2 separate regions of the Rattus norvegicus genome follow, and region 1 is linked to region 2. The links are chromatin contacts, called in public Hi-C maps. All regions are on one chromosome and are shown on one strand. The core of a region is the stretch at or near the end of the contact, and the rest is flanking DNA. Distances in the headings are between cores, read along the strand shown. Region 1 holds the start of Xrra1 (X-ray radiation resistance associated 1). Region 2 holds the start of Rps3 (ribosomal protein S3).

Region 1 (3,881 bases), core at 390-2,889, 400 kb after region 2:
AATCTCAAGCACGGGGTTGGGGGATTTAGCTCAGCGGTAGAGTGCTTGCCTAGCAAGCGCAAGGCCCTGGGTTTGGTCCCCAGCTCCGGGGAAAAAAAAAAAAAAGAAATCTCAAGCATTATCACATTCTGTGTATCTTTCCTCAAGGACCAGAGAGATGGCTCAAGGGATAAAGAGACTTACTGTCAAGGCTTTCAACCCACATTTGGTCCCTGGATCCTGCACAAAGGAAGCCCCAGGGCAGCTTAGCTACACAGCAAGACCCTGTCTCAAATTTGAATCTAAGGACTCTCAAAAAGACAAGGAGAACTGGGGATACAGGTCAGTGGAGGAGTACTGCCTACCATGGAGGAAGCTATGCAAATCCTGGGTTTGAACCCCCTCAACATGATCAGGTATTCATTTCTTAAGCTCTAGCCATCTGTTTGGCACAGAGTAAGAAAGCATTTCAATTGGAATGTTTCAAGAGAAATGACTTACTATATTAAAGCACCATGCTTCACCCTCACCACATCAGCAGAGAATGACAACACTGGAAAGGGGCCAGATGGTATATAGGGCTAAACCCTTCATTCTGCAGATGAGTAACGGAGATGAGAACAGGGACATTTTAGAGGCGGAACTAATACTAGGCCTGTTTTTCAGGCAACAGTTTCTTCCAAGTTGCTGTGCAAGGGGCAAGAAGATCAATCCAGGAGCATCCTTCCTCCCCGCCTCTTTCCTTTAAGCCCTTATGAATAAGGATATGAAATTTTTTTAATAATTGTATAGGTAGGGTGACCAGCTGGTGCAGACAGCGAAGAACACATGGGAAGAAGAGAGAAAGGCAGGGAACCCAAGAGGGAAAAAGAATCATAAGGCTTCCTATCAGTCCAGCAAGAAAAGTCAACATAGGAAGATTTCATTATTTAACGTATCATGAAAAAAAAAAAAAAAAACCCGCCCAAAAACTTTAGTAAAATGCCAAGGAACTCTTTGGACTCTGTAGCAACAGGCGAGGATGATAGTGGAAGAGTTTGGAGAATATCGATTTCGATATTCTTTCAATTTCTTTAGGAGTTCAGTTTTCCACGTTGGTGAAATGGGCATTTTCAAGAATGGCCCTCCTAGCACAATGGAAACGTGATCATTATGGTGAAATATTGCCATAATTACGAGAAGCTGCGGTGGCGGTTAGGGACCAGCAACACTTGCGAAAAAAAAATGACTAAGGCTTAAGATTGTTTTTCAATGTGTAGAGAAGGCAGGCTACAAGCGTGCGTTGGTGTGCTATAGAGAAGCGATCAAGAAGCCGCAGAACATAAGGGGGGCGGGGATGGAAAGGTGTGCTCACCACCCCCTGGGCATCCCCCGGGCTCTAGACTATTCCCAGGACTGAGCTCCTCACCTTATCCAACAAACCACTGCGGCTACTGCTTGTCCCGCAGCTGGGGCCGCCGCCAGGCCCACTACTGCCTCCGCCGCCGCCGCTTCTCCCGCCTTGCGACGCCGCCGCCGCCATCTTGTCTCCCTCCCAGTCTCCCTCCCATACGACTTGTCCGAAGCCGATTGGCTGAAGCTATTCATGTGATGCGCAACGCAGAGCCCATCGGGACCCGTAGTTCAGTGTGCTTACGAGGGCTGAAAGTGGCCGCGGGGCTTGACGGGACTTGTAGTTAGAATCTGCCGTCGCCAGTTGCCGCCTCCGTTGCTAGCCACACCGTCGCGGTTACTAAGGAGTGGGTGGGGAAGGTTGTGGCAAGCGCCACCGTGGAGCGACTCCGAGATTCCCGTGAGGCTCGCAGGCGTGCACTCCGCCTGACAGAGACCTCGCCTCCGCGGGTTCTTCGGAGGCGGAAACGACGCCGAAGACAGGTGTGGCTGGAAATTTAAGTTTGCTTGAGTTATGAGGCTTTCCGGCCCCAAATGTTGTGTCCTAAGAAGAGAGGTAGAGCCTGACTTTACCCTTTTCTATCCCTGGTTGTAGAACATTAGCTCGATTATTCTCCCCAACGTGACGATCATCTTAGCTTTTAGTGATGTTTCCTGTAGAACTATCATTTATTTAATGCCTACTGTGTGCCAGGCAGTGCCCTACATGCACTTACACCCACCCATTCTGTGTCAGTCTCAGAATAATGCTGTTTAGACAAGAAAAGGAATTTACCAGAAGCCAGAGAGCATGGGTCAGAACACACTTGAAGCCAACCTTTTAGTTTTTAACTTAAAAACATGTTTCCAGTTTGGCAGTGTGATTTTATTAATATTGAGAAAAAATATTGAGCACCAATAAAACTTGCCACTAAAACTAAGGCATATAAGGAAAACAAATCTGGTTGCTAATCTAGAACCCAAAATTATCACATAGTAATATCACTTTATGTCGTATTACATTGCATTATTTAGTTTTTATACCTACATATTTTCCATATGTATACAGGTGATCAGCCAGATGCTAGGGGGTCATAGGTGATCAGTGGTCTCATGAGCATTCAATCATGTGATGAAATAGGGCTGTCCAGTGCAGATGTCCCATTCTAAGATATGATATGAATTCACTAGACATTTTGTTTTCTTTTGTTTTTGTTGTTTTGTTTTTCTTTTTCTTTTTCTGAGATTTTGTTTTAGGTCTCTTTTCTGAGCTCCTTTTGTTTTGGGTCTCACTGTAAGGTCCAGCTATCCTGAAACTCACTGTGTAGACAGACTGGCTTCAAACTCAGAGATCCACCTGCCTCTTCCTCCTTAGTGCTGGAACTACTACCACGCCCAGCCTTTGAATTGCTTAGCATGTCCTCAGTCCTCTTCTAGATACTTAGAATATACCTCTGAATGAAAGAGACAAAATGTTCTTGGCAAAGCTATGTCTCCATGAAAACATGATCGCTAAAAATAGATTAGATTTCATCCTCTATTAAGCAATTCCTGGCCATTCCAGTTGTAAGGGTCCAAAAATTGCTGAAGGAAGACCCCAGACTCAGTATACAGAAACAAAGCGTTTATTCTGAAGAAACAACCAGCATTGGGGGGCCATCCATTCTTTGAAGTGGTGACCCCAGATAAAGGCACACAGGCCTTCTTAAAAGGAACCGGGAGAACTCTCTAGAAGGATTAGGTAATCTAAAATTTCATTGGTGGGTGCTAGGGGGTCATAGGTGATCAGTGGTCTCATGAGCATTCAATCATGTGATGAAATAGGGCTGTCCAGTGCAGATGTCCCATTCTAAGATATGATATTTCCCCATTCTTGTGGTTATTTCCAGGCTGCTCTTAGGAGAGGGTTCTATGATCTTGTTCTGGACTATATGGTCTGTTCCTAGAGCTGGTGCCTTATGACCTAGTTTCTGGGACTTAAGGTCTATTCCTGAAACTGGTGTCTTACAGTCTTTTTTTTTTTTTGAAATCGGACCTGGTCATCAAAATGGAGACAAATGGGGGACATTAAATGAGGATAAATGGGGACAAATGGGGTTTATATTGTCCTTTCACAATCGGATGTCTCATAAATTTTGGTTGTTGCCACTCATCCCTCTTGTCACTTCTCCTTTTCTTAGCACCCAGCTCTGTCAAACCTCCCTTGGCCCTTGCTTTTGCCTTCCTTGCAGGCAAAACGAAGTACCCATGCAGCAGTTCGTTTATGCCTCTGTTTAGTTGAGGTAGCATTTATTAAGAGTCATCCTTCTGTAGGCCATGTCCTGTTTGAGATGCTGGAGATGAAGAGGTTACTAGAACCCAGGCTTGGCTTTGGAAGGCCTCAGCCTGAGGTGGAGGTCAGAAAAGCAGGTCATTCTACTACATTGTAATGGAATTGTAACCTCCATTACTCTAGGCCCGGGGTCTAGAGAGATGACTCAGCAGTTAAGAAAGAGCACTTGGCATTTTTGCAGAGCATTCCAGCTCAGTTC
Region 2 (3,457 bases), core at 37-2,536:
AAAATCCCACCTGCCATCTACTACAAGATCAGTACACACATTAAATGGAAATCTTTTCAAATGCAATTTTTAAAAAGTAGCTACACTCACCAAGACAAGGTTTACTACTTAAGTTGGCCCTGGTCTACATAGCATCTTAATACACACAGTATTTAGAGGGGATAACCAGTCAATGGTATTTTTACCTGGTGGCTAAAATAATGATTTCTGTTCTGGTCGGCGTAACTCGGACTTCAACTCCAGAGTAGCCATCTTCAGCCAGCTCCCGAGTGAGAAACTCATTCAGTTCAGCTTTGAAGATGCCATCAGCTACAAACTAAACCAAAGAAACAAGTTAACTCTGAAGTTAAACAGGGCTAAGAGTTCTCATTAGCCAGAGCAAGCCCAATGGCCCTGCAGGAGTGCAGCAACCCTTCTCAGACAAATGCCTCTTGGTCATCTTTAGGAAGTTTCTTTGACCACAGTGCTCACAACTGTGCCACAGAACGCAGCGCAGTGAGGCATCCTGGGCAAAGACAAATACCTCCTAGTCAGACTCGTCATCACCTCTTCATCGAAGGGCTTTACCACATAATCTACACACAAAAGACAAACTCTGTCCCCAAGTAGCACATTTACAGTTCTTTCTGCACAGCTGGGGCTGTGTAAGTTGTACCTGGGAATCCTAACTCCAAACAACACTGTGGACAACAGCTTTACCATTAGTGTGCATAAGCACAAACACGACAGGCCATCTACTTCTAAACCTGACAATTTGTGCATTTTTCCCCCATGGAATGATTTTAAAAAACGAAAAAACCAGGGGACGCTGCTGCTTCAAGTCCCGAGTGAACAAGCCAAGTCAATAGGATTTCAACTATGGCCACTTGCAGGATGACAAGGATAAGAGAACAAGGGACTGCTAAACTTCACTTACCAAAGAAACTGGATTAGATCTGATGGCGCAGGCCCTCTAATTGTGCCACAGGATCACTAGTTATGCAGACCAAGAAACGCTCAAAGCTGTCTAGTCCGGAACTGGAGACGCCCGGTATTCGTGTCGGTCCAGAACTCGAGTTTGTGCCTCCCTTCCCCAGACACACTGCACTCGCCCGGCTCCGGCCCAGCACACAATCTACGGCCATCCGCGGCTCGCAGAGACCGCAGGAGGGCCCAGCCGCTCCTCAGGACCGACCACGGAGCCATGGGCCTCCCGGGCACCTTTAGAACACGCGGCGGATTCCCGGACAGAACCCAGACGCTTACCTTCCTCTTCTTGGAAATCTGCACCGCCATCTTGCTGCCGCGCGCCGCTGAAAGGAAAGGAAGTGGCTCGCGGGCGGAAGTAGGTATATAGGGCGGGAGCAATGACGCGACGCTACGCGACGGACACACTTGCAAGTGTTCCTGGGAAGTGAAGTTTTGCGTCTACAGAGTCGTAAAGGAAGGAAAAAAGTGTAACCTAGCAACCTGTAGTGTGGGCCGAACGGGAAGTGCATATTTAATTCTGGTCTGAAAATGATCAATGTACCTACGTAGAATGGTGGAGCACACCTGTGATTCCAGCACTAAAGAGGTAGAGGATCACAACAAGTTTAAAGTCATCATTGACTATATGTAGCGAATTCGAGGCCAGCTTGGGCTGTAAGAGCTTCCAACTCAAAAATAAATATGTAAATAAATAAAAAAACTTAGAACAGAAAAACCTTGAGACTAGAGATGCAAACCACAAGCATAAGCACACACTAACAAATATAACAGATTTTAGCCTCCTTCACATCTATACTAATGAAAACTTTCATTGAAATGTATTTAGGGGATGGCACAGTAAGTTACAGACTGTCAAAAACCATGGACGTATATTCGTATATATAAGCATAACACACACGCGCGCGCGCGCATACATACACACACGTCTTTTTTTTTCAATTTTTTTTTAGATTTATTATATATAAGTACACTACTGTCTTCACACACACCAGAAGAGGGCATCAGATCTCATTACAGGTGGTTGTGAGCCACCATGTGGTTGCTGGGAATTGAACTCAGAACCTCTGGAAGAGCAGTCGGTGCTCTTAACCACCGAGCCATCTCTCCAGCTTACACACACATCCTTTTTAAAATATTAAAATCCTACGATCTTTATTACAAAGGTAAACCCTGATCCATGAGATGGGCTTTTTGTAGGGTTTCTGGTAGTGAGCACATCCACACGGACCTATGAACGTTTTGGACTCGAAACAGGGTGGGATACCAGCAGGGACCTGTCAAAGTAATAAACCACCAGGGCTTCAGGGACAGACTGTTGAATAGTATAAATCTAAGCTACAGGACCTCCCCTTCACACGAACCCTGATGTCCACATTAGCAAATCGTTCATTGCCCAGAAGCAGAACCTGCCGGTGTAACTTGTACTACAGTGTTTGTGGCTCAGTCATCTCCAGAGGACTCTGATTCACCCTGTATTAATCCCACCGAACAAAAGTAAAAACCATTAATTAAATTCTTTGAGACAAGCAAGCTTTATTTTCTATCAGACAGGGCTGTCTCCCTAAAGTGGGGTTTTAAAGAATAGCATCAAACATAGAAGTGAAATTTATATAGCTCAAAATTTGCAAGACTAGGTGTCATTTCCTAGAGGAATGTTGGCTACGCAGGAACTTAGCAGAACATCTTATCAGGGTGGAATCAGGGTATAGAGTATGGAACATGTCAAATTCCAGAAAATGGGTTGACGACAGGGTCAAACCCAAGTTTTACAAAAAACAGGAATGAACTTATTTTGACCTTGTTACAAGAGGGCTTCTAATTATTGGATGGAGTCAAGTTGTTCTGTCACCTGACAAAGATGTTTCTCCATTTGTAGTGCACCACAGCTATGGCTGTCTTCTTATAACTATCTCCTTGTGTCTGAAGACCTGTACCAGCTGCCCTGATGGTAGTGCTCTAGGCATGACCATGAGCTCCTCACATCACAGTGCTGCCAACAGAGAGAAAAAAAGTAAAATAAAATTGTTGAAAAATGGGGTTGGGGATTTAGCTCAGTGGTAGAGCGCTTGCCTAGGAAGCGCAAGGCCCTGGGTTCGGTCCCCAGCTCCAAAAAAAAGAACCAAAAAAAAATTGTTGAAAAATAAATGTTCTGTGAGAGCTGAGCAAAGAGACCAGAGAGGAGGAGGAAAAATAGAAGAACCAAAGAGACAAGAGAGTCAGGGTCCTAATTGTGACAACAAAATTGAGGTTGAGTGGAATTGAAGACGTCTGGAGTTGCTGGTGTCAGTGGTGGGTGCCTGTGAACACCCTTGTGGAGATCTTCTTCTTCCTGTTTGCCATTTCTCTATGTTCCTCAAACATCTGTCCTTCCAGCTCAGAAAATTCAATGATACCTCTCACTGAAGAGCCAGGACTGGAGAGATGGCTTAGTGGTTAGGAACACTGGCTTGTCCACCAGAGGACCCAGGTTCAATTCCCAGTCTTACAT

What was found. Hi-C and Micro-C count contacts between places; a contact is called where the count stands out from the background.
Region 1: a Hi-C map of liver shows a contact between it and region 2, with 3 times the contacts expected there. The contact joins the promoter of Xrra1 here to the promoter of Rps3 in region 2. A contact is called at or near these places in 2 of 12 Hi-C or Micro-C datasets (liver and prefrontal cortex).

The regions. Positions count from the first base shown.
Region 1 is chr1:163,593,764-163,597,644 of GRCr8, forward strand. It overlaps Xrra1 (X-ray radiation resistance associated 1), which reads left to right and starts at 1,640. Exons shown (of 18, transcript XM_006229821.5): 1 at 1,640-1,854. Spcs2 (signal peptidase complex subunit 2) reads right to left here and starts at 1,506. Exons shown (of 5, transcript NM_001191601.1): 1 at 1,388-1,506. The coding sequence starts at 1,501.
Region 2 is chr1:163,194,490-163,197,946 of GRCr8, forward strand. It overlaps Rps3 (ribosomal protein S3), which reads right to left and starts at 1,287. Exons shown (of 7, transcript NM_001009239.1): 1 at 1,246-1,287; 2 at 186-316. The coding sequence starts at 1,275. Snord15a (small nucleolar RNA, C/D box 15A) reads right to left here and starts at 559; the gene lies at 412-559.